Linked DNA regions of Mus musculus: regions 1, 2, 4, 5, 6 and 7 are each linked to region 3. The links are chromatin contacts, called in public HiCAR-type, HiChIP or PLAC-seq and promoter capture Hi-C maps. All regions are on one chromosome and are shown on one strand. The core of a region is the stretch at or near the end of the contact, and the rest is flanking DNA. Distances in the headings are between cores, read along the strand shown.

The links. Promoter capture Hi-C pulls out the DNA fragments that hold promoters and counts their contacts. HiCAR-type assays count read pairs that join an accessible place to other places. HiChIP or PLAC-seq counts read pairs in DNA pulled down with a chosen protein or histone mark.
Region 1: a contact with region 3 is called in an H3K4me3 HiChIP or PLAC-seq map of bone marrow-derived macrophages, with 10 times the contacts expected there. The contact joins the promoter of Plek here to the promoter of Sec61g in region 3. A contact is called at or near these places in 9 of 39 promoter capture datasets (the 3T3-L1 cell line, the C10 cell line, HPC-7-derived erythroid cells and 6 more), 8 of 484 Hi-C or Micro-C datasets (B cells, the Ba/F3 cell line, the G1E-ER4 cell line and 4 more), 14 of 115 datasets of contacts at active chromatin or transcription factors (the 230-238 cell line, CD8 T cells, bone marrow-derived dendritic cells and 10 more) and 3 of 9 other capture datasets (adipose tissue, liver and macrophages).
Region 2: a contact with region 3 is called in an H3K27ac HiChIP or PLAC-seq map of stem cell-derived neural progenitor cells, with 5 times the contacts expected there. The contact joins the promoter of Egfros here to the promoter of Sec61g in region 3. A contact is called at or near these places in 3 of 39 promoter capture datasets (embryonic stem cells, liver and pre-B cells), 9 of 115 datasets of contacts at active chromatin or transcription factors (astrocytes, bone marrow-derived macrophages, embryonic stem cells and 4 more) and 2 of 9 other capture datasets (adipose tissue and pancreatic islet).
Region 4: an H3K4me3 HiChIP or PLAC-seq map of bone marrow-derived macrophages shows a contact between it and region 3, with 5 times the contacts expected there. The contact joins the enhancer-like site here to the promoter of Sec61g in region 3. A contact is called at or near these places in 19 of 39 promoter capture datasets (the 3T3-L1 cell line, 3T3-L1-derived adipocytes, the C10 cell line and 13 more), 1 of 15 datasets of contacts at CTCF or cohesin (large pre-B cells), 18 of 484 Hi-C or Micro-C datasets (the C2C12 cell line, CD4 T cells, CD8 T cells and 13 more), 37 of 115 datasets of contacts at active chromatin or transcription factors (the 230-238 cell line, SST interneurons, VIP interneurons and 24 more) and 4 of 9 other capture datasets (adipose tissue, liver, macrophages and 1 more).
Region 5: a HiCAR-type map of astrocytes shows a contact between it and region 3, with 2.1 times the contacts expected there. The contact joins the enhancer-like site here to the promoter of Sec61g in region 3. A contact is called at or near these places in 1 of 39 promoter capture datasets (pre-B cells), 5 of 115 datasets of contacts at active chromatin or transcription factors (astrocytes, bone marrow-derived macrophages, embryonic stem cells and 1 more) and 1 of 9 other capture datasets (adipose tissue).
Region 6: a promoter capture Hi-C map of liver shows a contact between it and region 3, with 5 times the contacts expected there. The contact joins the enhancer-like site here to the promoter of Sec61g in region 3. A contact is called at or near these places in 8 of 39 promoter capture datasets (the HPC-7 cell line, cancer-associated fibroblasts, cranial neural crest and 4 more), 1 of 484 Hi-C or Micro-C datasets (liver), 16 of 115 datasets of contacts at active chromatin or transcription factors (the 230-238 cell line, bone marrow-derived macrophages, embryonic stem cells and 9 more) and 4 of 9 other capture datasets (adipose tissue, liver, macrophages and 1 more).
Region 7: a contact with region 3 is called in a promoter capture Hi-C map of neural stem cells. The contact joins the enhancer-like site here to the promoter of Sec61g in region 3. A contact is called at or near these places in 14 of 39 promoter capture datasets (the 3T3-L1 cell line, 3T3-L1-derived adipocytes, cranial neural crest and 8 more), 2 of 484 Hi-C or Micro-C datasets (Th1 cells and nephron progenitors), 17 of 115 datasets of contacts at active chromatin or transcription factors (astrocytes, bone marrow-derived macrophages, embryonic limb bud and 6 more) and 3 of 9 other capture datasets (adipose tissue, liver and pancreatic islet).

Annotation. Positions count from the first base shown.
Region 1 is chr11:17,006,496-17,010,164 of GRCm38.p6, forward strand. It overlaps Plek (pleckstrin), which reads right to left and starts at 2,223. Exons shown (of 10, transcript NM_019549.2): 1 at 2,062-2,223. The coding sequence starts at 2,103.
Region 2 is chr11:16,829,150-16,832,768 of GRCm38.p6, forward strand. It overlaps Egfros (a long non-coding RNA gene), which reads right to left and starts at 1,601. Exons shown (of 3, transcript XR_003949851.1): 1 at 1,295-1,601. The region is part of intron 1 of Egfr (epidermal growth factor receptor); the gene reads left to right.
Region 3 is chr11:16,506,432-16,510,213 of GRCm38.p6, forward strand. It overlaps Sec61g (SEC61, gamma subunit), which reads right to left and starts at 2,053. Exons shown (of 4, transcript NM_011343.3): 1 at 1,673-2,053; 2 at 1-41. The coding sequence starts at 1,762.
Region 4 is chr11:16,930,437-16,934,027 of GRCm38.p6, forward strand. No RefSeq gene overlaps it. Among named protein-coding and RNA genes, the nearest start is that of Eldr, 19 kb to the right of the region's middle. Within about 2 kb of position 1,950, at least 26 of the 459 cell types and tissues checked have an H3K27ac peak or open chromatin away from gene starts, as enhancers often do. A contact at or near this core is called in bone marrow-derived macrophages, where this site is marked.
Region 5 is chr11:16,767,997-16,771,384 of GRCm38.p6, forward strand. All of the region lies in intron 1 of Egfr (epidermal growth factor receptor), which reads left to right. Among named protein-coding and RNA genes, the nearest start is that of Egfr, 17 kb to the left of the region's middle. Within about 2 kb of position 1,360, at least 86 of the 459 cell types and tissues checked have an H3K27ac peak or open chromatin away from gene starts, as enhancers often do. A contact at or near this core is called in adipose tissue and astrocytes, where this site is marked.
Region 6 is chr11:16,899,824-16,903,506 of GRCm38.p6, forward strand. The region is part of intron 20 of Egfr (epidermal growth factor receptor); the gene reads left to right. Among named protein-coding and RNA genes, the nearest start is that of Eldr, 50 kb to the right of the region's middle. Within about 2 kb of position 1,373, at least 23 of the 459 cell types and tissues checked have an H3K27ac peak or open chromatin away from gene starts, as enhancers often do. A contact at or near this core is called in adipose tissue, hepatocytes, intestinal crypt epithelium and 2 more, where this site is marked.
Region 7 is chr11:16,866,170-16,869,864 of GRCm38.p6, forward strand. It overlaps Egfr (epidermal growth factor receptor), which reads left to right. Exons shown (of 28, transcript NM_207655.2): 5 at 1,062-1,130; 6 at 1,939-2,057; 7 at 3,050-3,191. Among named protein-coding and RNA genes, the nearest start is that of Egfros, 37 kb to the left of the region's middle. Within about 2 kb of position 2,077, at least 13 of the 459 cell types and tissues checked have an H3K27ac peak or open chromatin away from gene starts, as enhancers often do. A contact at or near this core is called in neural stem cells, where this site is marked.

The DNA.
Region 1 (3,669 bases), core at 973-3,472, 500 kb after region 3:
TCTCCCCTACCCACCCACTCCCCTTTTATGGCCCTGGCGTTCCCCTGTACTGGGGCATATAAAGTTTGCGTGTCCAATGGGCCTCTCTTTCCAGTGATGGCCGACTAGGCCATCTTTTGATGCATAAACATATAAACTTTATAACAGCAATCTTGTCATTTTGTACTAAAACAAGGCCTGGCCTGTGAGGTGACTTAGCTGTTAAAGGTCCCTGCCAGCAAGCAGAAAGGCCTGAGTAGAGAATAGACTCCTGAAAGTTGACTCCTGACCTTTTACACACACACCATGGAAGGTGTGTACCTGCTCAAATACATACACATACACAAAGACACACACACACAGACACACACACACACAGAGACACACACACAGACACACACACACAGAGACACACACACACACACAGAGACACACACACACAGATACACACACACACACACACACAGACACACACAGAGACACACACACACACACACACACACACACACACACACCTTTTCCATCAGATCAGGAGAAAGCCCATTCAACAGCAGTTCCAATCAGTTCTCAGAGAGGGAGGATGGATTCCAGTTACCAATAAACTACACCTAGCTGTTTCATTTACAAAGGAAGTTTCAAAATTCAATTATCCTAAGAGAATGCACTGAAGATGCATGAATTCCCCAGCACCAACTCATAACTCTCACCACCACAGATAAACTGTAAGCACTAGTGGAGATTAGCTTTCCTTCAGGAAAACCTTAGGGTGCTAAACAGAGATCTCAGGGCTCAGGGGATAGAGAGGGTATTTCTCCTGACTCTGTCATACATACCTCTGGGCATGACACAGATGAATGAAAGTTTCTTTCTAATTTGAAATAAAAAGTGGAACCAGGTTGTGATATGTACCATTTAGTGTCCTATGTTCATAGACATAGAACATTTTAAGGTAAAAAGAAACAGATGGATGAGCTAAAATAAAGATGCAGCTGGACCAGATTGTTCATTCCTGAAATCGTAGGGTCTGGGAGACTGAGGCAGGAGGCTTGCAACCAATTTAAGGTTAGCCTTGGAAATACATTAAGAGCTATAGAGTAAGACCCATTCTCAAAACTTGATTAACTAGATATTTAATTAACTGCATTGAGTTTTAAAAAGATAAGAGCAACACTGGCTGCTCATGTGGTTAGAAAGCTTCTTGTGGAAGTTTAGTCAGAAGCAACATTTCTGAGCGGCTTCATGAACCCACTTGGCTCCATGAAGTGTGTTTGTGCACAGAGTATTGCCCACAGGATGCCAGCAGTCCCGATGTGTGAATTCACCAGGTAAGGAGCTTTCACAACTCAAAGCACACAACACCAGCAGCACAAAGACTAGAAACAGCATCAAAATTCAAATTTTCATAACACTAAGCTATTTTTGGCATTCTCACATTTCCACTTCTGTTCTTTAAGATGATACATCTACCACTTTGGTGGACTGTTATACAAATTCATTAAGTTGTGGGTAAAAGACTACAGCCAACACCCACCGTCACCACCTGGAACCACCTTCACACCCTTGAAACAGAAGCGTAAGTGGGAGAACGCCCAAGAAATTAGCTATATTGTTTTTCTGCTTGTTGCTCACACAAACACTGGCAACCCCTAACTCTTCTACAGCCCTGTCAATTTAAATAAGAGCTAAACAGTTCTCCAAGCAGCTTTTCTAACAGAACAATTTGAGACTTTCCCCCCACAGAAGGCAATGTTTAGCTGTTGCAACGTGTTTTAAATCATGAAAAACTAAATCTGGATTTTCATCGTCCACACCCTGAATGTTCGAATTCTCAGGCTCGTAAGGGCAAACTGTGCTGAAGCCCGAACTAGATTAATTCACTTTTAAGGGGAAAAAAAGGGTGTAGGGGAACACATGGAGGTAGCCCCACCCCAGTACACTGTATGATGTAATACTCTTTCATCCTAATCTAATAGATCCAACATGGAGCATCCCTGGAAGGGATGGACAGAGAGTATGGAGCAAACACTAATCCCCTGTAAGCCCCTCTCTAAGTCCAGCCTTGTAAGTGACCTCCCTACTTACCTTCTTCACAAGGTATCCCTCCCTGATCCGCTTTGGTTCCATGCCTGGTGGGGAGACACACGGGTCCACTCTTGTCGTCTGAGGAGCTCAGTCTCCTCTGAAGGCTGAGGTGTTTGTGGGCTGCCCTTTTTACAGGGAGGTCTCTTTCACAATTTCTCTTCTGCTGGTGACTACGTGATGACATCCTTTTCCCCTCTCTGGGGTGACGAGTCAGAAAGAGGAACTAGATATCTGAACAGCCCATGCTTTCCTAATGATGGAAATAATAACGCACAGCTTAGTCAAATATTTACCCATATGTAAAAGTCCTGACCTAAAGAGAAAAAAAATGGTAAGAGATGAATAATAAAACTTTATCGCCTGAGACTGTCCTGCTTAGGAATTGTTCTTGAAGTATTGAAAAAGTACTTAATAAAATGCCAAGACGCTGTCTCCATCCCCACACTGGCATGTGGCCCAGCCAGTCAGGTGAGTGCTCGCCACCCCACACACACACCCACCCACCCTGTCTTTGTTGTCCCCACAAATCCTAGGAGTCCCAGCTGTAAAGAAAAATGAAATCATGAAATTTTCAGATGAGTGGGTGAACTGAAAAATATTATACTAACGTAACCCAGCCCTAGAAAGACAAATGTCCCATTTCCTCTCTTGTTTATGAATCCTAGATCCAGATCTTTAGATTTGAATAAGTAACTTGTAGTCATCATAGAAGTCAGGAAAGTAGAAAGAGATCATCCAAGGGGGGTGGGGGACAGTGCACTCCAGAGATGGGTTTAATGGGATACAGGTGTTATCCCTTTTAATAGGAACAAGGAAAGGGGGAAGTGGGGAACCAGCTTTAAATGGGGAGAGAAGAAGAAAGGTAATTCAGAAGTAGAGGAGGAAGAAGAGACAAATAGTACTTAGGATGTTTGGAAAAGCCCTAAGGAAAACATTATTTCATATGGTTATTTTTATAAAAATACATATATGGTGTGTGTGGGGGGCATTGAAGTGAAGTTGTGCCACAAAAGCCATAGACTATCTAACAAAAATCCCAGTACCTGGCAGGCATGGGAAACCGCCCTTCAAATTGTTGGTCAGAGAGATCCAGAAAATTCTCAAAACAATAGAATGAAATGTGTTTGTATATACCTTTAATTCCAGCGCTCAGGAGGCAGGGACAGGTGGATCTCTGTGAGTTTGAGGCCAGCCTGGTCTATATAATGTGTTCCAGGATAGCCAGAGCTACATGGTGAGATCCTGTCTCAATGAGGGGACAGAAAATATATATTATAGCCATTTGCTATTGTCCTTGGATGCCTCGCAGATATTAAAAGTATGATCCTATTGCTAAAGACAGTTCATACTTCAGACACAGGACTTGGAATATTTGAGGTAGAACTTTCCAGGAAGTCTCCTCCATGAGGACTAGTGCTCATAGTATCAAAAGGTACTGTGCAAGGTGCCCAGGGAGAAAGGCTAATCAACAATCCTTTCTGCTTTACAGCCTGTGAACTACAACAATGACCAGCCCAGCAAGATATCTCAGTGGTGCAGTAGTGGCACTTACATTTTGGAAGTAATCAACAACTGTCTAATTGGATTTAAGGCTCACATAATAGGGCA
Region 2 (3,619 bases), core at 351-2,850, 320 kb after region 3:
TCCATAGAAGGCTGGTGAGGATCTAGGACAAAGCAGAGAGTTGTCCTTTCCACAAGTGAGACCACTTCTTTTTTGTTTACTTTTGACAATCAAAGTAATGCTTACTTCATAGAAGCTCAAAAATTATGGAAAAATATGACAGTGTTAAAATTTATATAACCTTACATCCCACAACTCAAAATTAGTATAGGACCTCCTCATTTTTGCTTAGTAAATAGCATGAGAATAGTTGTCTAAGGAAAATGTCAACAAAATAAGAATCACACATTGGAAAAGTAACTCAGAGCTGAGTTCTTCAGAATTAAATTCTAGAAATTTTCTTATTTTTTTTCTCTTTAACTTCCTGTTACTGTTTGTGCATATTTTCTTGCAGAAACAGAAATCTAGCTAACTCTTTTGATAATATCCTGTATTTGGGTGTGTGGATAGCCCGTACTATGCCTGTCGTGTCTTCAATTCTCCCATATTTGGCACATTCCTTTGAAAGGCCTGAATGAGCACTCCCAATGTTGCATGTTTATGTAGTGAGGCCAGCTTCTGTGGGTAGCTGTGGGAAGTGAAGACTATTGTTAAGTGATATGAAGTGCTTTGTAGAATCTGATAATGTGTAGTTAAGAGGGACGAAGATCAAGTGCTTGAGATTTGTGAATAACAGTGGAAAGAACTGAGGGCTGTGTGCTATGACCAGAGGGATGGGGAGGAGGCTGCATCTTCACCCTCCTGTGGAACTCTTTCAGAGTTCATCTGGTGCTGGTATAAGAGATGGTGAGTGAGGAGAAATATGATGGTCCAACAAGCAACTTAAAGTCCAATGGCGTTGACCTCTACAGTGGACAACAATCATACCAAATGCATGCGGCTTTGTCATAGAAACACGGCGGCAAGGTCCTGAAGCTTGTGTTTTAATGATGAAAGCAGAAATGTAGATGGAAGGATATAACCGGGGGACCCATGCCAACACTCACAGATCTTTCATTCCCCTAGATGTGCAATTTTTTTTCTAACGAGAAACTTTGCATAGTCATGATAATAAAATAGAATAGCATGATAAACCTTGGCTGCAAAGAAAGCAATAGAAACAGCATTTAATAAGCTAGACATCACAGGTCCACAGGGTGGATAGGTTGCCTTATTTGGCCATAAATTCCCTCACCTTGGAACTTAGACAGCGCACATATTAATGGAACTTAGACAGGGCACATATTATTGCATAGAGAAGAGTTATTATGAGATCTGCAAAGCTGCTTACGTATCTTTCCACCCAACGTACTGATGTGACCCAAACAAAGCTTACCTGCATGTGCTCACACTCTCTCCGAAAGACTACGCAAAGGTTCTCGCTAGAAAAAAAAATGTATATCTAGGGGAATGAAAGATCTGTCAGTGTTGGCATGGGTTCCCAGGTAATTGGCTTTAAGCAAATTTTGCTGTTGGGATAGAGCCTCGCGATCCTGAAAATAAATAAATAAAAAACAAGGGCCTTTCTCTGAAGTGGCAATGCTAGCTGCCGGCTGGAAGCAAATCCTGTGTCAGGGACGGCACTGAAGCAAGACAGGGCAGGTTCTAAGGCAGTGATTCAGTGGCCTCCTGCTTTCCCATGTGACTCATTGTTAGTCAGAAAGTTACCTTTGCAGAGAGACTGGATAGCATGTCAGCTCTTAAAGTGATACTCGCTCTGTGCTTAGGTGTGAACCTGGGTTTCCCATGACAAATTTAAGACAGGTTACTGCTCTTAGATTGTGTTCCTTTTCTGGCAATGGAAGTCTGACCTGTGAAAGTCTACAGCAAACGAAAAGAAAAGCATCCTCCTTTCCAAAGAGCACTGACAGAGTTCTAGACCGCTTTGTAAAGAAAAGGGGAGCAAGCTCCTTCCTGGTGGGTGGGGCACATCAGCTATGCAGTGTCTGGGCCAAAAGACCTTTTCCATTGAGCATGATCACCCAGCTAATCAGATTTGAAAGTGCTTTCAGGCTTAGGATAAATGGGGAAAATATTCCAAAACATATGAGCATTCATCGCAGAAGTAAAACATTCTAAGATATTATTGTGGGGCAAGAAAGAATCTTACAATTCTTAAGAGAATTTCAAAGGGTTTCCAAAAAGACCTTTTAAGGTTTTTATTTTTGTTTAATTTGTGAAACTCATTATTTAAAGCTGCACATAATATACTCCCTAGTATAATATATTTCATGGTATAAAATTTTGGACATAATGTCCACGATATCTTCTAGTCTGTATGTTTCTATAAATGGGAATAGAGTCAGAAAGAAAGAGGGGGGTAGAAGGAGAGGGAGAGGGAGGGAGGGAGGGAAGGAGGGAGGGAGGGAGAGAGAGAGAGAGAGAGAGAGAGAGAGAGAGAGAGAGAGAGAGAGAGAGAAATAGAAGGAGGAGGAGGGGGAGGAGGAGGAGGAGGATCCTGGATTGGACATAGTCTTTCTATGAAACAGAGTAAACAACAAAACAGAAGTATTCTTTCGAATTGTTGTGTTCAAGGTTGTTCACTCTTCCGAGGGCCATCTCCTTCAGCGTTGGATAGCCCGAGCACAGAAGAAGGAGCAGGAACAGGTTAAAATCAGCCTAAATACTTTGACTTACATCAACCTCAGTGATTTGCAAGCCCCCCCACTTTTTTTTACATCTTAAATGTCTTACAAATATTCACTCATCTATCATTGTCTTAGCATGTATCCCAAACCAAGACTGTACAAGACCGCCGCTGAGAGGACAAATTCAAAGTAAAGCGGCCGTCTCATTCTGTAACCTCCGTGTTTTCCTGCCCTTTCCTCTTCCCATCTGGAAGTAGAATTGCAAATACTGCTTTGTATGCTTTATTTCTAACTGGTTTCAGCCTGCTCTCCTTTCTTCTGCCTCTCACTGGCTGTCATCCACTAGACTGCACATGACCAGCTGGCCCTTGGCAGATCTTGGGCCCAGGTGTGAAGTAGCTGGAGAAGCATTCTGAAGCCAGGATGGGAGTGATTTCATTTTCCATTGATGCTATGCAGAGATGAAGGGGATTCAAGTGCCTCCTGAAAAGCTTCCTCCAGTGAGTGGAGTTTTGGGGGGTTTCCAGACCTGCAACTGCTTTTATTCTTGGAAGCATCGTTGTTGCCTTTTCCCTCTTCCATTTATATCCCAGGAACTGATTCGGAAACCATAGAAATTGGATTTGGAGTTGCTGAATGCTAGCAGACAGCTGACTGCACTCTTCCCAAGAAATCCTGCCAGCTGGGGAGGCGGGGGGAGGTATGCAGTGCGCCCGCTCTCTCTTGGCTGCTGGGGCTGGGTCCTCTCACTCCAATCCAGTCACATCTCACAGCACTAGAACTAAAGTGTTTTGCTTCATTCTTTAGACATTTTGTGGTTTGGGGCTCAATCAACCAGGATATGATTTCCAATCCACCATAATCAGTTTTGGAGCAGCTGCCCAAGTAGGCAGTTTTCATCTGGCTTCCTAGACATTTTTTTTTTTTTGTAACTTCACACCTTTTGTTTATTAGCCTTGAAGTCCAGTTTCCAGAGCAGGATCCATCATGCTCTCTGCCTACTTGCAATGCTGAATATGTTAGTAAGTTTTAAATCACTCAAAATATGGCTTCAATATATTGTGACCACTTAG
Region 3 (3,782 bases), core at 803-3,302:
CGGCTGGGCTCCACAAACTGCATTACCTGATCCATGTTTGTCTGTTTAAAAAATAAAAGCAAAAACAACACACTCAGTAGTATTCTCTCACATATTAGGACTTATTGAGTTATACACAGAGGCAGCACAGTCCTGAATTCAATTCATAAAGAAAAAAGCTCTTCCAAGTTCATAAAGAAAAAAGTTCTTCCAAGCCTAAATTTAGAGTGGTTTTATGATATACAAGAAAGCACGAGACTCAAACAAGCGAGCACTGATCTTACCAATGTTGTTATCCTCCCTGGCAAAGGATCATACACTCATTAAAGGATTCTCTCATTACAAGATTAAGCAATAACAGCCCCCTTTCCTATCAACTACATTCATCTAACTATTCCGGCTAAGAAACCAAAAAATAGTTACGCTTAATACTACTTTTTAAAGTTCAAACTATTGAAAACTTAGGATCTACTACAACAAGTTCCAACTATGGTGTAACAAGAGCCTAAAATGGAGGCAAGAGTACACTCCAATCAAGTTGCTGGAAGTCATGCCCATATAATATATTTAAGTAAAAGTAGATTTCTTGGGGTGGGCAGACAGATGAATATTCCAAACAACAAAAATTGGCAAGATTCAGATTCTGCAAAGCCTTCAGCTAAATGTTTAGGTTTGAATATTTTGAGGTTCTTTTGAAACTCTATTAAGAATACAACGACTCTGAGAGCCACTGGTAACGGAGCCACAGTATTTGTACTCCATTTCCAGGTCTTAGAAGTCAGATGATAATTACACTCTCTAGCTAGAAAATAGAAGCCCTGCTGGGTCCCAGTTTTAAGCCGTGAACAGTGGACAAATAGCTGAACCACTTAAGGTACACACTAAGAAATCAATTCACAGCCTGATACAGAAAGCAAAGGGACGCCTGTTTTCTCGGTGTTTCATTTAGCTGTTCTTCAAATCCAACAGCCCTAAAACCACTAGACCAACCACTGCACTCGCTGTTAGAGGAGAGCACGAGTCCACTAAGACTTCTCGATGCTGACTACTGATCAAACACTTTTACTTTAAATTTCGACACCTGAACACAACTTCACAAGAGGTTCAAAGCATCAGGCTCTGGAAGCCACAAGAGACAATGAGTTCACCAACAGTGTGAGGATGTTCAGGCAGGGGATGTTCAGGGAGAAGGCTGAACCCTAGATCCAGACGCTAAGCTCTGAGTTCGTGAACTTTTGGAAACCCTCCTCCTTAGAGGTCTTGACTGGCTAATTCCATCTGAGGCTACGTAGGTAGAACCTGTGCCTGGATTTTGCCCTTTTCATAAATGAATGGCTCTCTGTCCACCTGTCCATCAGCGACCCGGCTCAGCCAACTTGTCCACAGTTCTGCAGCTTCCAGGTCCAGCTCCTGGCCTCCAGGCTTATCAAGGACGTCCTCGTGACCCCAGCCCGTGGCCCCTTCGCCGCCCCTTTCCCCGGGGGTTCCTTTGATCTCCACGACCCCCAGGCCCGCTCATCTCGCGCCCACTTAGATCCCGGCCCCAATCATCCCACCGGACGCTCGTACCTCCAGTTTCTTCACCTCCCCTGGTCCCTCCGTGTCCCTGGCCTCCCATCCCGCGGCCCCTTTGTGCCATGAACCCTAGACCAGCTTTCCCCTACCTACCACTCATGAGAAAATCCTTACTTACTGGATGGCGGATTGAGAGCGTAGAGACACGTAGCTCAGGAGAGAACCGAGCCCAACGGAACCGGAAGCTGGCAACCCACAGCCCGCCCATTCCTCCTTTCAATTGGCTCTTCACGCAGAGACGTCACTACGCCGGCGCAGTGCTACGTGTGTTTCTCCCGGCTTCCCGAGCAGAGGCCGACCTGAGCGATTCGGGTCTCTCCAGCTGAACGGGCGGGCGGTGTGGGATCTTGGTTCCCGATTGTTCGCCTCCCGGTCTCGGGCGCAGCCTCTCCAGCAGCCTCTCCAGCAGCCTCAACGTAAATCCACGAAGTGTCGCTAGTTAGTTAGTGAGTGAGTGTCTGCGCTACAGCTATGAGTCTCCCCGCTGCGCATGCAAATAATGTCACTGATCAAAAATGAAACAAACATCTCAGTATGAACGACCTAATTCAAACTATTCTCCATTCCCGGAAAATGACTTTCTGCTTATTATTCATGGGAATATAGAGGGAATTAAGACCGCCTACCTAGAACTTTCTTGTCCCCAATGAGGAATTAGATGTACTGCTGGTACTAACAGTCTCTGAGTGCAATACATTTGACATTTCTGAGTTAAGATTTGTTGCTTGGATAATCTTGATTGGCTCTATCAGTAGGCTTTGAAGAGTTTTTACTTCATTTCACGTGCAACCTCGGGCAAGTACTGTGAAACAGATTACAATACTTTGCTTTCATATGGAGCACAAACCATAATTCTACCATTAGTATCTAAAAGACCTATAAAAATTTTCTTCCAATCACTAAAAAAGATACAGCAGGTTTGCAAGTGTCATGAAGCACTACCTTGAAACATTAGTTCTTTGCTATTTGAAGGAGTTGTTTTTGTATATTCAAAATGAGCAATTAGAGTTTCTTTTTTTAACTCAGCTTGCAGCCATATATTGGGAAGTGACAACTGTCAATCTGGCATAACTTGGCCTTTGGATATAAAAGGGGTTAATGCAGCTACTGTATTATAACATTCTTATGTTTTTCGTGGTTGTTTCAGTATAAGTACGCATCTATAAATCTATCACTTGAGAATAGGAGGTGTGTAGATGTTCCAGGTCACCCTTAGCTACATAGAAATTTGAAGGACAGCTTGGGTTATATGAAAAACGTCTCAAAACAAAACAAATATATATATACACATTCAAGCCCAGGATTAAACACTGCAAAAAGATAAAACAGGAGAGTGATTCATATATTAATGATGTTTAAAGAAACACAGAATCCATAAGAATTCAGGAGAAGTGGAACTGAGTAAAACAAAAAAATATGATTTTTAAAACCACTAAAACAGGGCAGCTAAATATAGGTGACAAACTTCTAGCATACTGTGAAGGATTATCCAAATTAGGTTACTTACTGGCTGGGTTTTTGTGTCAACTTGACACAGCTGGAGTAATCACAGAGAAAGGAGCTTCAGTTGAGGAAATGCCTCCATGAGATCCAGCTGTGGGGTATTTTCTCAATTAGTGATCAAGGGGGAAAGGCCCCTTGTGGGAGGTGTCATCTCTGGGCTGGTAGTCTTGTGTTCTATGAGAAAGCAAGCTGAGCAAGCCAGGGGAAGCAAATCAATAAGAATGATTGGCCTCTCCATGGCCTCTGCATCAGCTCCTGCTCCCTGACCTGCTTGAGTTCCAGTCCTGACTTCTTCAGTGATGAACAACAGTATGGAAGTGCAAGCTGATTAAACCCTTTCCTCCCCAACTTGCTTCGTGGTCATGATGTTTGTGCAGCAATAGAAACCCTGACTAAAGCTGGGCATGGTGGCGCACGTCTTTAATCCCAGCACTCGGGAGGCAGAGGCAGGCGGATTTCTGAGTTCGAGGCCAGCCTGGTCTACAAAGTGAGCTCCAGGACAGCCAGAGCTATAAAGAGAAACCCTGTCTCAAAAAACCAAAAAAAAAAAAAAAAAAAGAAACCCTGACTAAGACAGTTACCCTCCCACCTAGTAACCCAGGTTACCCTGAGAGTTCATCCTGTCCTTTTCCAGAGTCTATGTGTGCATTTTTCCTAGGATCCTGTGTATGCATTGCTTTGCATCTGTGTGACAGTTCCCTGTGTAAACTTTGGTTGGTTCTCAC
Region 4 (3,591 bases), core at 700-3,199, 420 kb after region 3:
CATGTATAACTATAATAAGAATTCTAAACTTACTTTGCTAAGCTTGCCCTGAGATTTCTAGCTCCTATCCAGTAAAATACTGCAAGAAAAAATGTAAGACCCTCCACACTATTGCAGGGACAAATTTGGAGCATTTGTGCTATGGGATGCCAAGGCTCCAAGAGACTAAGTTTCCGTGAAACTTTTTGCCTCAGAACTGCGTCCAAGCTTTTGGGCTTCCCACGCAGACTTCACTGGAGTGGGTGTGGCACTTGTTTACTTGACTCACTATGATTTTTAGTTTTCAAATTTTAGATTGGTTTACATTAAACATTTATGTCTCTTTGCTGAATTCTTTCATATATTGCACCACTTTACATATTTCATTCTGTTGTTTGTGTTATTGATCAGCAGCTTCTATCTGTTTGGATTTCCTTGATGAGCATGGGCATTCTTTAGTTTATTTAAATATACTTCTTTCATTTCTTTTGATTTCTCTGAGATTTCTCCTCACTCATTCTCACTATGCTATTACTGTTGGATTTGCAATTTTAGGAAGAGATATGTTATCTTGGATGTTGTAGTTATTTTGGTGATATATATATATATATATATATATATATATATATATATATATTCATTATGTTACTACTACTTTGGATGTTATACAGTTGGTATTACATCTTTATTTGATCTACATTGTTATCATGTATACCTCTCAGTTGACATATTTGGAGTATTTATGTAGAACTCAGACGTGGTCACATTTATTATTGTAGTTGAAAGGTAAACTCCTCAGATTCCTCTGACTCTAACAGTTTTCAGGTGGTGCTGTGTGCAAGAAGAGTAAAGGAGAGCTGTCCTGATAAGTGTGAGTCCTTTCTTGGTGGCTCCCTGGACCCGGAGAAGTACATTCTATGATAACTTATTTTGGTCCTGCAGGTCTAATGACTGAGGATACATACTTCCCTTGACAGTGCTGGTGTTTGTTTGGTTTTTTTGTTTGTTTATTTGGCAGGTTGTCAGGCTACAGGGGAGAAAGCTTTCAGCTGAGCTATTAATCTGAATTTTCTTCCCTACTCTTTGTTTGATAAGTTAATCTAAAGACCTTACACTTAAAAAAAAAAAGAAAAAAAAAAAAAGAAACCACTGTGGCTTATCTTCCAATTTTTAACATTGTACAATGCTTATCCCCGACAGTATGTAAATTTACCTATCTCTGTGCATGCACACACAATCTGGAGACATCCAAAACAAATAATGTCAATCATTAATAGCTGAGAACTCTAGTAAGAAGAGTGAAAATACTATAATAAAGTAGCAAGATGGGACTTTACTCTTTATTTTATACTTGTAATTGGTTGATTTTTTGTAATATGTGCTATTTTTTTAAAATGTAATGGAATAGCATGAAATATAAGTCACTTAAATACCCTTTCCCCTTCACTTGTCACAACTATACATGCAATAATTTCTTGTTTAATTTTCTGTTCTGATCTCTCTCCTCAGAATAGAGTCCTAAGAACATTGTCTTTAGGACTAAACTATCACTGGAAAATAATTCCATCTGAAGGAACCAGGAAGGTAGTGAGCATAATGTCCAAGTTCTTGAGATGAACAAAAATAGAACAGGTAGACATAGAATGCCTTACAATTCTTACAAGTGATAATGTAGTAGTGAGCCCTGACTTCCTTAGTAACTACATACTCCTCACAGCAGATACACTCTCATAGTGCTCGTGACAAATGTCCTAAATCAAGTTGGTGTCTGGTCCACTGAGTGGTGAACATTCTCTTCCTGTTTGCAGGACCTTTTGTGTGTGCAGACTTAGGAAAAAGAAACAGCACAAATGTTCTCTGTTTTCTCTTGGTACAAACACACTAATCGAATCCTGAGGGTTTCTAGTGGTTTGAATATGGGAAGTGGCACTATTCGCTGTGGCCTTATTGGAGGAAGTATGGCCTTATTAGAGGAAGTATGTCATTGTGGGGACAGGGCTTTGAGGTCTCAAATAAATGCTCAAGTCTGGCCAGTGTGACACTTTGTCTCACTGATTGCCTTTGGATCAAGATGTAGAACTCTTTGTTCATCCAGCACTAAGTCTGCCTGTATGTTGCCGTGTTTACCACTATGATGATAATGGTCTAAAACTCTAAAACAGTAACCGAACCCTAACTAAATGTTTTTTCTTTAAGAGTTGCCTTGGTCATGGTGTTTCTTCACAGCAGTGGAAATCCTATGTCCGAATTGGTACCAGCACTGAGGTGCCACTATCATGACCTCAGCTACTTCACAAACATTTGATTCTCACTTACCATTACATTGGGATACTAGGACTTCAACACATGTATTTGGAATAACACAAATATTAAGTCTATTTAGACAGGCATTTTTCATTTTATGTGCATGAAATCAGGAAAAAATAAAGGACTTTTTAAAGTGTGTATTACTATATAATTTAAATGGCATCCAAATATAGCATAGAATTTCTTCTTGGCTGTAGGGATACCAGGAATGTCAACATTCTACTTTAAGTGCATTCTCTCCTCTGTAGAGAGCAATATCCTGTAGAGCTGGCAGGGGCAAAGAACAGAGTTTAATCCAAGGATGGGTGACTGGAAACCAGGAACTGAATCTGTGCCCAGCTGAAGGAGTTCATCTACAGAACTAGAAAGTAGATTTGGTGAGAAACTGCATAGCATCTGGGAAACGATAGCAAAGATCACTAAGCAATCTAGATAGGTGTGAAGTAGAATTTCTGGTTTCATTGGAGACTCAGTTGTGTCGTGTGGTGTGTACATATAATCCAACAGACAATGAACGACATTCTTACATTGGTCCACCTTGATTTCTTTGATGAGCCCTGAGAGGACATGGGGCAGCTACTGCCTCCACTGCTCCAGGTCACTGCTATGTTGCTGCTGCTGGTAGTAGTTCCTGCTGTTGCTGCTGCTTGTTTCTGCTATTGTTTGCTGCTTTTGCTATTGCTGGATTGCCAGTTTGCTGGATTGCTGGTTGGAACTATCCTGATGATGAACATTGGATTTGCTCCTAGGAGTTTAATGCCCCTAATCATCAGGAAGAAGTCTATGCCCCCTTTCCCCTCTATCATTCTATCTCACTGATCTAGTGTTCAGTGGTCAGAAAGGCTTGAAGTGTAGATGGGTGGTGGGTAAAAGAACCTAATAAAAAAGCCTAAAACATAGGCCTTCAGGGAGGTTGTTCAGTGGGTGGGTTGTTATGTTTTTGCACCCACCCACAAATGATAATTCTTTGTTTTTCATTTTCTGAAACATTCCCTTGGAGTGTCAGCCAGGTTAAAACTATGTGCTCATATCTTGTTACTGGAAAGCTTTTACTCAGTCAGTCCAGTATTATTTCTCTCAACAAATATTACTGAGGATCTGCTAGGGGTCTGGAATTGTGTTAGACCCTAGAGATTTCACTGGGACAACGGTAGTAAGTGTCCTGCATTCCTCTTAGTTTGAAGACATTTTCTGTCTGATTGGGTGTAATGAATGTTGGCTCTTTCAAAGCTTTCATAACTATACTTTTATTCCCATGTGTTCATTATTATTGAAATTTTCATTATATGTGTTTTTCCTATACTG
Region 5 (3,388 bases), core at 110-2,609, 260 kb after region 3:
CTGAATAAGCTGTGCTCCTGCCCCTCGCACACTCTTGTCTTCACTCCTACATGATGGTGAAGTATAAATTCCGAGTTCCCTACACTCTCAGTACTGTGTACATTATACCCTCTTCAAGGAAGGAGCATTGCACATTGGCATGTTTTGTGCAGGGTTCTCTGGGTTTACTACAGGAAGCATAGAGGTCAGATAACTTCCTCCTCCCACTTCCAGGAAATGTAAAAAGTGGGTTATGCCTCTGTGTGCTAAACTGCTTACAGATTCTCAAAGAATGAGGGTACACATGTGCTATGCTTCTTCAAAGCAGTACTGAGCCTTCCACCCACAGCACCAGTTCAGAGATAATTAATAAGAAAAAGGTGGAGTTGCAAGGCATGCAACTGTGTAATTCCTCTGAAGTTTATTTTTTCCCCATGAAAAATAAATTTCAGCAAATATGAAGCAGGTGCATCAGATCTTTGCATGTTGCTTCTTTCTTTACTACCATTTTAAATCTGGTCTCAAATATTACAATGTACTCTACAGCCTCCCTTCTTACTTTGGATCAGTGGTTTACTGAAAAACAAAAATACTGTTTGTTTTTCAGCATCAACTTAAATTTTCTGGGGTGAAGTACTCTGTTTTAACGGCAGCATGTATTTTCACAGAAAAATCTCTTATCATGAAATAGGGTCTTGTGTACGGGGCTCGAGGAAGTTTTAACCTTTGTGTAGACTTTATATTGTTAAGGAAGTATGAGGTTTTATTGGAACATTTAGAATTTAGAATTCTACTCTAAATTTCAAAAATGTTTCTCGTGTGAACACATTTACATTACACATTTATCATGAACGGTAAGAGTCAGGAATGTGGTGTTCGCTCAGCAATGACAATGGCAGGTGCTATTTTCTTTCCATCTGGTTGGCGTATCTTTAATATCTCTTTCAACTGAAATGGTCCCTTTCTTTCACAGTTACCACATCCAATGTCTTACCGCCACATGAGGACTAAAAATGTAATGAAGGACTTGATTGGTGAATCAGGAATAGAACACTTTAGGAATATGGAGGCCTGGTTCAGTACTTACCAGCTAGGTACATTCTCTTTCCCATCCCCACCCTGGAAGATATTTAGTAATATCTGAAGAAAGTATTTGAAGTCACACTGAGCCCTGTAACTAGCATCTGTATCACAGAGGCCAAGGATGCTGATGAACATTCTTTAATGGGTTGGGGAAGCATCCCTGCCAGGAATGGCTGGAGCTTGAAATGTCAGTCTTGGGGATGTTTACCTACTCATTGCTAAGCCAGGCATACCCAACAGCTCATGCTTACCCACCTTCTGTAACTTAATGATCGAGTAGGACTTTGTGCTCCATGCCTGCTGCTCCGAAGCTCATCATTGCCTTGCTGGGTTCTGCATGGGTCCAGAAGTCCCCAGTCAGCCCATAGCTTGGCATTCCTGTTCAGCTGCACTCCGGCCAACATTCCACCTCCACCTGCACCGGCTTGTTCCACCTGAAAGCTTACCAAGTGAAAGCAGGAGCCATGTGAGGACACCTTAATTATACCCACCCAGAAACTTGCTTACAGAGAGCCAGTAGGGCTCCAATGTTAGAGATTAGCTCTTGCACTGCTGAAATGAAAAGAAAAAAAAACCCACAAATTAAGTGTAAAACATGTGCTTTTCTTCTTCCTGTTATTTGCCCCCTCCTTTCTGTCTATTCAAGGGCACTACTGGGTAACAAAATCTTCCAGAGTACCAATCTCTCAGAGCTGGAGGAGGGTAGGGTGGAGTGGGGAGGGGTAAACCAGCTGGATTGAGGCCAGCTTTTCCACACACACAGAGGGCAGCTGCTCTGTTCTGAAATTGGTAGCCGCCTGCCCAAGAGTGAAAGTAGATTTGGTGTTACACAAGTGAACAGTGCCTTGCCTCTGTCTGCTTCACAGCACTTTAAAACAATGTTGTTTATGTGCATGGCCTAGAAAAAGAAAGGAAAGTTTTCTACCAGGCAAACGTCACTCCAGACATGGGTGGGGGCAGGCTGACCCAACGGCTTTCTGGACAGTCACCCTGCCTTTGGCTGTGTGTGGAGAGGTTACCAGAGTCCTGGAAGACAGCTGCATACCTCTTAGGTGTTCTCTTAGTGTTTGAGCAGAACAGGTGACCAAAGGTCCTGGTTGAATCAGAAGCCACCTTGAACAAACAAATCTGACTCTGAGCATGACTTCAGCAACACTTGCCCCTGCACTCCACTGCTCACATGCATCATGAAGCACTACAATTTCCTGACATCAGGCTGTATATGCTGATAACAGTGGCTGGTGAGCAGTAGGTGCCCAGGAAATATTTGTGGGATGAGTGGGTAAGTTCATAAAAAGATGAGATTCTTATCCAGCTTTCTCATTTAATGGTGGTCCATGGAGGGTTTGGAACTGCTGAAGAGAAAAGGCTGGCCACTGATTTACTTGGCACCATAAGCTGTGCACCTCATACAGACGTGCTGACCATCTAGAAGGAGCATACAGACATACTCACCATCCAGAAGGAGCATACAGACATTCTTACCATCTAAAAGGAATATATATATTCTGACCATCTACAAGGACCATACAGACATACTCACATCTAGAAAGAGCATACAGACATTCTGACCATCTAGAAAGAACATGCAGATGAGCTGCACAGCTGGCATGGCATTCTGTGTAGTTCTGTAGCCAGCTTAAAAAACACTGTGTGTATTGTATGTCTGTGTACACGAATGTGTGTGTTGGAGAGTACATACTTAAATGCTTCTGGAAGATCAGGGTCTCACTGAACCCATAACTCAATGATTGATGTAAGTTCCAGGCATTTGCTTTTTCTTGCCTTCTTATCTCCAGAAAGAATTATAGCCCCTAAAATGTGTACCCTAGGCTGCCCTCAAACTCACAATCTTTCTGCGTCTGCCTCGTCAGCTTTTCCTATCAGCTCTCACTACCACAATCAGCTGTGGCCAGTTTCTTTAGAGCCCTTCCAGGATTGCTTATGTTTTAAGTATCACAAAAATTACATCATCCCCAGGCTGGAAAATGGCAACTATCAGTAAGTCACGGCGTTAGAGTTCCCAACAGAAATGCTAGTTTGAAAAATCAGGGGCTTGAGAAATAGCTCTGCCAGGAAAGTTCTTGCCACACAAGCATGAGGACCTGAGTTCATTCCAGAGCATTCATGTAAAAAGCCAAAAGTAGCTCCTGCTGGAATCCCACTGCTGAGATGGCAAAATTGGACAGGTCCCTGGGGCTCGCTGATCAGCACGCCTTGTCTATGTGGTGGTTTCCAAGGCTCAGAGAGAAACTATCTCAAAAAACAAGCTGGGCTTTTCTTGCAGAATAACATCCCAAACTGACCTCTGATCTCCACATGCACA
Region 6 (3,683 bases), core at 123-2,622, 390 kb after region 3:
TCTTTCCACATTTGGGGCAGTTCATTCTTTGCCTGTGGTACCTCTGTTTGGGAATTCTCAAGGAAACCTTATTGTGCCATATAGAACTAGCCAAGTGGTAGAGTGTATGCCCCCAAAGGGGAGGAACATAATGTTTTCCCAGGTGACGAGGAGAAAACTTTGCTCCTGGCTTAGTGGCAATATATCTCAGTATTAACGCTGTTTTACTTCTATACGAGCAAAGAAAACTTCCCAGATGCATTTAGTAGCTCAGAACAAACTAAAGTCTCAGCATTTCAAAGTAGGATGCATTACCCCACAAATACCTTAGGTGACCTACAAAAGCGACCAGCTTCAAAAGTTTTGTAGACATTGGTGATTATACACTTTCCCTGTCTGAGCTAAACTGTCAAGAAGATTGAAAGTGAAGAAGGAAGGAAGGAGAGGATGGTGGTAGTTAGGGAGGAAACCAGTATAGATTGGTAAACTATAAGAGAACTATACTTTTCTCACCATTTATAGACAAAAGTGGATTCTCTTCTGTACATATAACCTTTGGAACTCCCAGGGACTGAGATTAGAGAGTGCTTCAATGTACCCACTGTTCTTATCCACAATGGGCCAGAAAGAAGGACTCATAAGATCCTTCAAAGCACACATCTCAAAAACGCACAGCACAACAGTGCCCATGTCAAAAGGACCAAAGAGTTGCTTTATTTTGATTTTTAAAAATCTTTTCCTTTTATCATTTAAAGTGAAAAATATATAACTACATTTATGTAGTAAACATAAACTGGCCCCTTGACTGCAAGGATCAGAGTGAGGATCGAACACCGTGCACACTTGCTCACACGTCTACGATGCTTTTTCTGCACTTGAAGCTAAAGCACAGAAACACTTCCCATCTGTCTCCCAGCTCCTCTCCCTCCTTGCACAGGAAAATGAGGAGGCCACTAAGTCTGGGCTTATCTTTATCGTGGTTTCTAGAGCAGCACAGAAATGGACACTGCAGTAGCCTCTCTGAACTTTGCCCAAGATATGTGAGATATACAGCCCTTGGGAGAGCAGTCTTCAAATGCCACTGTCTACACTCAGTCTTTTTTTTTTCCTCTGCAACAGAGTGTTCCATAAAGACCTTTGATATCCCTGTGAGGCAGATGGCTAGGCCAGCTTTATTATGCTGAAGCTCCACTCTTCAAAATCACTTTTTAAACTCGGCTGTTCAAAATCCATTCTCGCTGTCCTGTAGCAGTGAGACAAAAATAAATATGTTAAACTCAATAAAGAAAAGAGAATCAGGAAATGAAACTTCCAAGAGATCCCACTGGGGTCAGTGCTGATATTACTATTTAGATTCGGAGAGTTCATAAGCAATATCACAGCTCTTATCTGTAGCAACCAGTTAAACTATAACCCAGTTGGGTTCTGAGATGGCCTCTTGAACTGCCTTGAAAGTGTGTGGCAGAGTGAAGTGGATGGAGTTGAGTCTAGGTTCTAATAGATCTAATCTCTCCGTCCCCAGTTTACTTCATGCAAGACCCTCACTGAACTGTCTACCTTAGAGCATTGCGAGCTCTCCTCTGGCTTTTCCAAGCTTTTTTTTTTCCTGAGGAAACCTAAAGCCGAGATGTTCCATGTTCCTTTACAACAGCCCTGTGGATGTGCTGAGCTTGGGGGGGGGGGGAGTTCTGTTGATTTATCAGACTCACACAATGACACTGATCTCTTGACAAACCACCAAGTGCTAGACTTTTGTTGCTTTGATTTTGGTAGCACACAGGCAGCATTGGCCCAGCTGACAAATTTCATTGAGAGGCCACAGCAGGGGAAGGTAGGGCTAATCCCCAATGTGGCTGGAGACTGAGAGCTTGTCTGGGAAGCAGCCTGTTCTAGATCAGATCCCTTGGGTCTCTAACAAGTTAGCCCTGTAGGTACTCATCCAGAGAGACCACTGCACTGTCAGTAGCTGCTGTGTCCTCAGCACTTGGCACTGCTGCTATCATTCAATTGCTCTTTTTTTTTTTTTTTTATCAAATGCTCCACATGTGTCTCATGAACCAAATCTGTGCGGAACATTTTATTGCTGTTTCAGACAGAGTCTTAAATAGCCCAGACTGGCCTTAAATTCGATGGTATCCTTGAACTCCAGCTCCTCCTGGCATGCTCTGATTACAGGCATGCACCACCACACCTAAGTCTGTTAAACAGTTAAAGCAGCTAAATAAGAGTCAATACTGGTAGTAGAATGCAGTTTGAAGTGAGCTCTCTAGTCTTCCTTGTAAGCGTGATAAATGGACAGAAAGCAAGAAGATTTAGACAAAAGCAGAGGAGGAAAGACAGGGGGTGACTGGTCCTCTGCATAGAGACTGTATGTGACTTGTCCCACACAGTAGCTTCCAGTGTGAAGAAAGAGTGAAAGGCACCATGGAGAAGAATAAAGACAGCAAGGATAAGAGATGGCAAGGATGGGGGAGAGGAGAGGAAAGAAAGGGGCAGGACTGGAGAGAGAGGCAGGGGGAGAAAGGCAGGGAGGGAACCAATGAGGACATCCTACCTAGAGAAGGCTAAGTGTTAGCACTACTCCTTTCCTAGTGGGGAAAAGTTCGTCATATTCAATATGTAGAGACCTTACTCTTATGAGATACAAAGGCTGTAAAGACTAGGACAGAGTAACAGCTCCATAACTCAGAGAGGTGGCTGGGACTGAGGAAGGAGGCAGCTTCCGGAGCTCAACCAGACAAGAGAAAGAGGCAGAGAAAATGAGCTGTGTGTTTGGAAGTGTTTCTTTGGCTTCTGCTCCTTCTTGTCCTTTCACTTCCAATCCCTCTGTGAATCCTAATTTGGAAGTGCTAGTCCAGCGAAGAATCGGCCAGCATCCTCTTGACTAGACACAAGTACTCTTCACCTTTATTGCCTTGCACGTACAAATCTTCAAAAAGAAGCACATGAACTGAACAGCATCTAAAACATGTAGTTACTTCCTAATAAATACAATGAAGAGGAGGACATTCATGTTCACAAGAGGCACGGACAGTGATTGCATTTTCCAAGAAAAGAAAGATAGCAAGGGTTTCCATAAGGGAACCCAGTGCTGGGTTTTTGACGGTGTTCTTGTGGAAATCTACTTTCATAAGATGGCCGGTTCTGCTCTTAAGGGGAACATTATTTCACTGGATAGGCCAAGTCAACAATAATCTTTTATATAATAAAAGGTGCAAAAACAAGCAGACAGTTTGCCTGAAAGTTTCAGGGGTGAACCTCATCTGTAGGTATACCCTGAGAGTGTATCCAAGTGGAGGTGCTTCCATCGTTGCGAAAACACTAGAACAAGAAGAGCTGGCTAAAATCTTACTTACTTCCAGGGTGTCCTCAACAAACTGCTCCAGGTCAGCTCTGTGCCAGCAAATTCAAAAAGCAGCAATCTGATAGGAAGTAGGAAATGGGGCCCATGCTGCAGGCTAGAGAGGAGAGGTCTGCTGTGTTTGTGAATAGAGGAGAGTGGTGGAAACAAAAACAGACGCAGCATCAGCATATTTGACTCTTTCTCACCTGTGCCTCCTGAAGAGACTAGCCTGGCACAGAGAAGGGATTGCTGGTAAGCTAGTGTCAGCAGCCTCCATGGAGGCAAACTCCAAGAGAGTCATGTTCGGCTGATCCCACACCAGAGAAGGAGTAGAGGCCAAAAGTGATGCCCGTCAGCCAGC
Region 7 (3,695 bases), core at 827-3,326, 360 kb after region 3:
GAGAAAGAAAAAAAACATAAAATCATCAGCTACTCCATGCATCAATATAAGTTCCAAATATGTATTAAGTATATGTAAGTATATATAAATAAATATGTTATATTTATACAAAATATAGGTGTAGTTCTAGAAGGAAACATGAGGATAAATATTTATAGTATCAAGTATCAAGTTGCAAAGAGAGTTCTGACACCGTCAAATAAGCTTCCATGTGAAATAAAATTGTTCTGTGAGATAAGATTGCCCGAAGAGGGCTACAGAACTAAGCAGAGTGGTCTCTACAAGCCTAATGGAGGTGGTAAGTAAGCAGCACCACAAAAAAGTGAAGGCGAGAAAAGTAAATGTGCTTCCCAGAAAGAAATTCTCAACATCTGTGCTGGTCAACATGTTGATCGTCAGTTCTCAGGATGATTAATGGCTGAATAGAAACCCTTTGCAGCTGCAACTTGATATTGACCAACTATAAAAATACAAATATTTAGCAATTACAAAGATTTCCAGACAGTAGTATGCCAGCTATTAACTAAGGTTTTAGGTGATTAGCCAAGTGACTCACAGAATTAGAATGTTCGCTTCCTGTGTCATGTTCTGCACCACTTCATGGCTTGGAGGAAAGGAGTGTTCATTTACCAGACTCAACATAACATCCTAAATATCTAGTGATGATTGCCCCACACAGTCAGTCAAGACTGAATGTAGCAAGGTGCATAAGTGTACATTGAGCGGATCTGGTTAGAGAGAAGCCTAATCAGGTGGCACCTCCGAAACCCTAAATTCATTAGCTTTGTCATTTGTGTGGCTGTGACAAGTCAGTAAGTAACCTCTGTCTCAGCTTCCACAGCTGAAGTACAAGCAAAAGCAGCCCAAGGCTCACCATTTTTTCTTTTGTGCAGGAGTCCTTTAATTTAGCTTACAAAGCATCCAACCCAACTATGAATACAAAGTTTCCAAGCTGTTCCTCATTTCTAGGACATTCTTTAGGACCTTGAGAGAGTTGTCAGTTGCGTGTTATTTGTTACTTTTATTGAAATGCACATTTAACTACTTGATTTTTATTTCAGGCCCCAAATGTGATCCAAGCTGTCCCAATGGAAGCTGCTGGGGAGGAGGAGAGGAGAACTGCCAGAAATGTAAGTCAGTGCAGCATCAGGGCCTGAGAAACATGCCCTGGTGAGGGAGTCCACACAGTATGTGGTCCTCCACTCCTCCGCTTTGTGACTGAACAAGTACAGGAGCTTGGCAAAAGACTCAGAGTTAACCACTTCATGAGCATCAGTCTTGGAAACATCACAGTGCACAACTATCTAAGGCTTACTACGTGGGATAATTTAACCTGTCATTAAATGCAAGAAAGCCAACCACCCAAGTGTCCATGGTGACACACAGGATGCCTTGTCCCCTGATCCAATCCTCCCCGTTTTCCAGAGCCAACTAATATAGAAGTTTGACGGTGTTGCTCCACAGAGTTCATGTGTGAATCCTACTAACTTAAAAAACAAAGTTTAATTTACTTCAGCATGGTTACTGCTTCACTCAAAGAACCTGGGCGTGTGTCAGCTTCAAAATTGACTGTAGTTCATTGCCTTTGTGACCTAACTATCTCGTTCCTTTAAACACTGCCTCCTGCCAGGAGCTCTTCTTGCTATGTGCCTTCTGTATTGCCAGAAATTCCCTAGATAATATCTACTTATTCAAAAGATCTGATCAGACTTGTTTCGATTATTTCTCCCAAGTGATTTGAGATAAATGATAAAAATGTACCAAGGGGAAAGTTGTGATTATATTGTTTGGCTGACTGTGAAAGCCTAGAAGCTGCTCCCTGTCACAAAACCCATGGTTCCTCCTTTATTTCTTTCTACTGGGTGCAAGCATTCCTTGGTGTCTCTAGAAGATGAGCTGCCACTTAAACACAGCTCACTGGTAATCTTTCTTTTTCAGTGACCAAAATCATCTGTGCCCAGCAATGTTCCCATCGCTGTCGTGGCAGGTCCCCCAGTGACTGCTGCCACAACCAATGTGCTGCGGGGTGTACAGGGCCCCGAGAGAGTGACTGTCTGGTAAGACTCTGGCTACTGGGGAGTTGTGCTGCAGAGCTGTGCACGTGCTCGACATCTGACTGTGACAGCAGCCTTCATGTGGTGCACATTTTAATTAAGTGTTGTCATGGACAACAGTAGCAACATTATGAGAAATGAAGGGAGCTCTTCTTCTGTAAGACCCCCTGAGAACCATCCCAGTTACCCAGACCTTTGGGCAGTATGGCATGTGCACACCATATTTTCATGCCTCTTGGGCTGCTCCCCTCCTAATCCTACCCCATCCCACAGTGTCTCCCCTCAGACCCTCTACCTCTGGTGAAAGCTCTAGTGTTAACTTTGCAGCTGTCAGGGGTTAGTGAATGTGATTCCTGGGGTCCTTGCCAACCCAAGCAAACTCCATTAGGCTCCAGAAAAGGAAGTCCACCTAAAGGTAGAGTCTAGAGTATTCTATCATTCTGGAACAGAAGATTCTTAAATTCTATAAACTAAACCTAGCTCCAGGCATCTTTTTTTTTTTTCACCTGGGTAGTCTGGTCTGATTCAAATGGGCAGCCCGGGGATAAAACTACAAATGGAGTTCTTAGAAAGATCCAACAGCTCTCTACATGGAATCTTCTTGCTAAGATTTCTGCAGTTTGTCCATAAATTATAAAATATATTCTTATAGTGTTCTTTATGAAAGAAACCCAGTAAAAACTGAGTTTAAAAATAGTTACAGCATACTTTCCAATATCATGTGTAGATTTCATTATTACCTTTTTTTTAACCACAAACCCTAGGCTGTATCAATTGAGACAGTCAGTATACTTAAAAATGTATACTTAGTACTCATAAGAGGAAGGTGTTTCTGACTATCCTGGAAAGGCTTACTAGACATTTTTCCTCTCTAATTGAGCATGTAAAACACCGAAAACTGTCACTGTCCCACTGACCTGCAGGCTGCCTGGCACTGGGTTCCTTTCATTTGGATGCCACATCCTTGACCAGACATGTTGTCCCTCCTATGACAGGTCTGCCAAAAGTTCCAAGATGAGGCCACATGCAAAGACACCTGCCCACCACTCATGCTGTACAACCCCACCACCTATCAGATGGATGTCAACCCTGAAGGGAAGTACAGCTTTGGTGCCACCTGTGTGAAGAAGTGCCCCCGTGAGTTTGCCCTTTCACCCAACAGTCCTCATTTCCTCTTCTGTCTTATGCTAGAGTCCTGGGCAGTTTGGAGGCAGCCACTGTGCTTGCCTTGTTGTCCTGTAGGCTAGTGTCTGCCTGGACAGGTGCAAGGATGAGAACCCCACTCAGTGCTGAGCAATGGAGGCAGAGGCAGCCTGCAGCAGTCAGGATGCCTTCCTTTAAAGGGTGGCTTGACCTGCACTGATCCAGTGTTGCTGGCAGCCAGACTGTATAGTACAAACCACCTATCGCTTCACCCCAAGTCAGAGAGGAAGCTTCAGTAACCTGGAGTGTCTTGGAGCTGACTAACACAAGGTCGTGACCCTCTGGGACAACCTTTGTTTGACTCTGCATTGTTTGACTCTGCATTAAACAGACCTAAATTAGAAAAGGCAGCAGACCCACCCCCTTGAGGAGAAGAATTTAGGGCTATGGCTGGGCTCTTGGAGTATTTTGGTTTTGGGTTTGCTTTGATTTACTCAT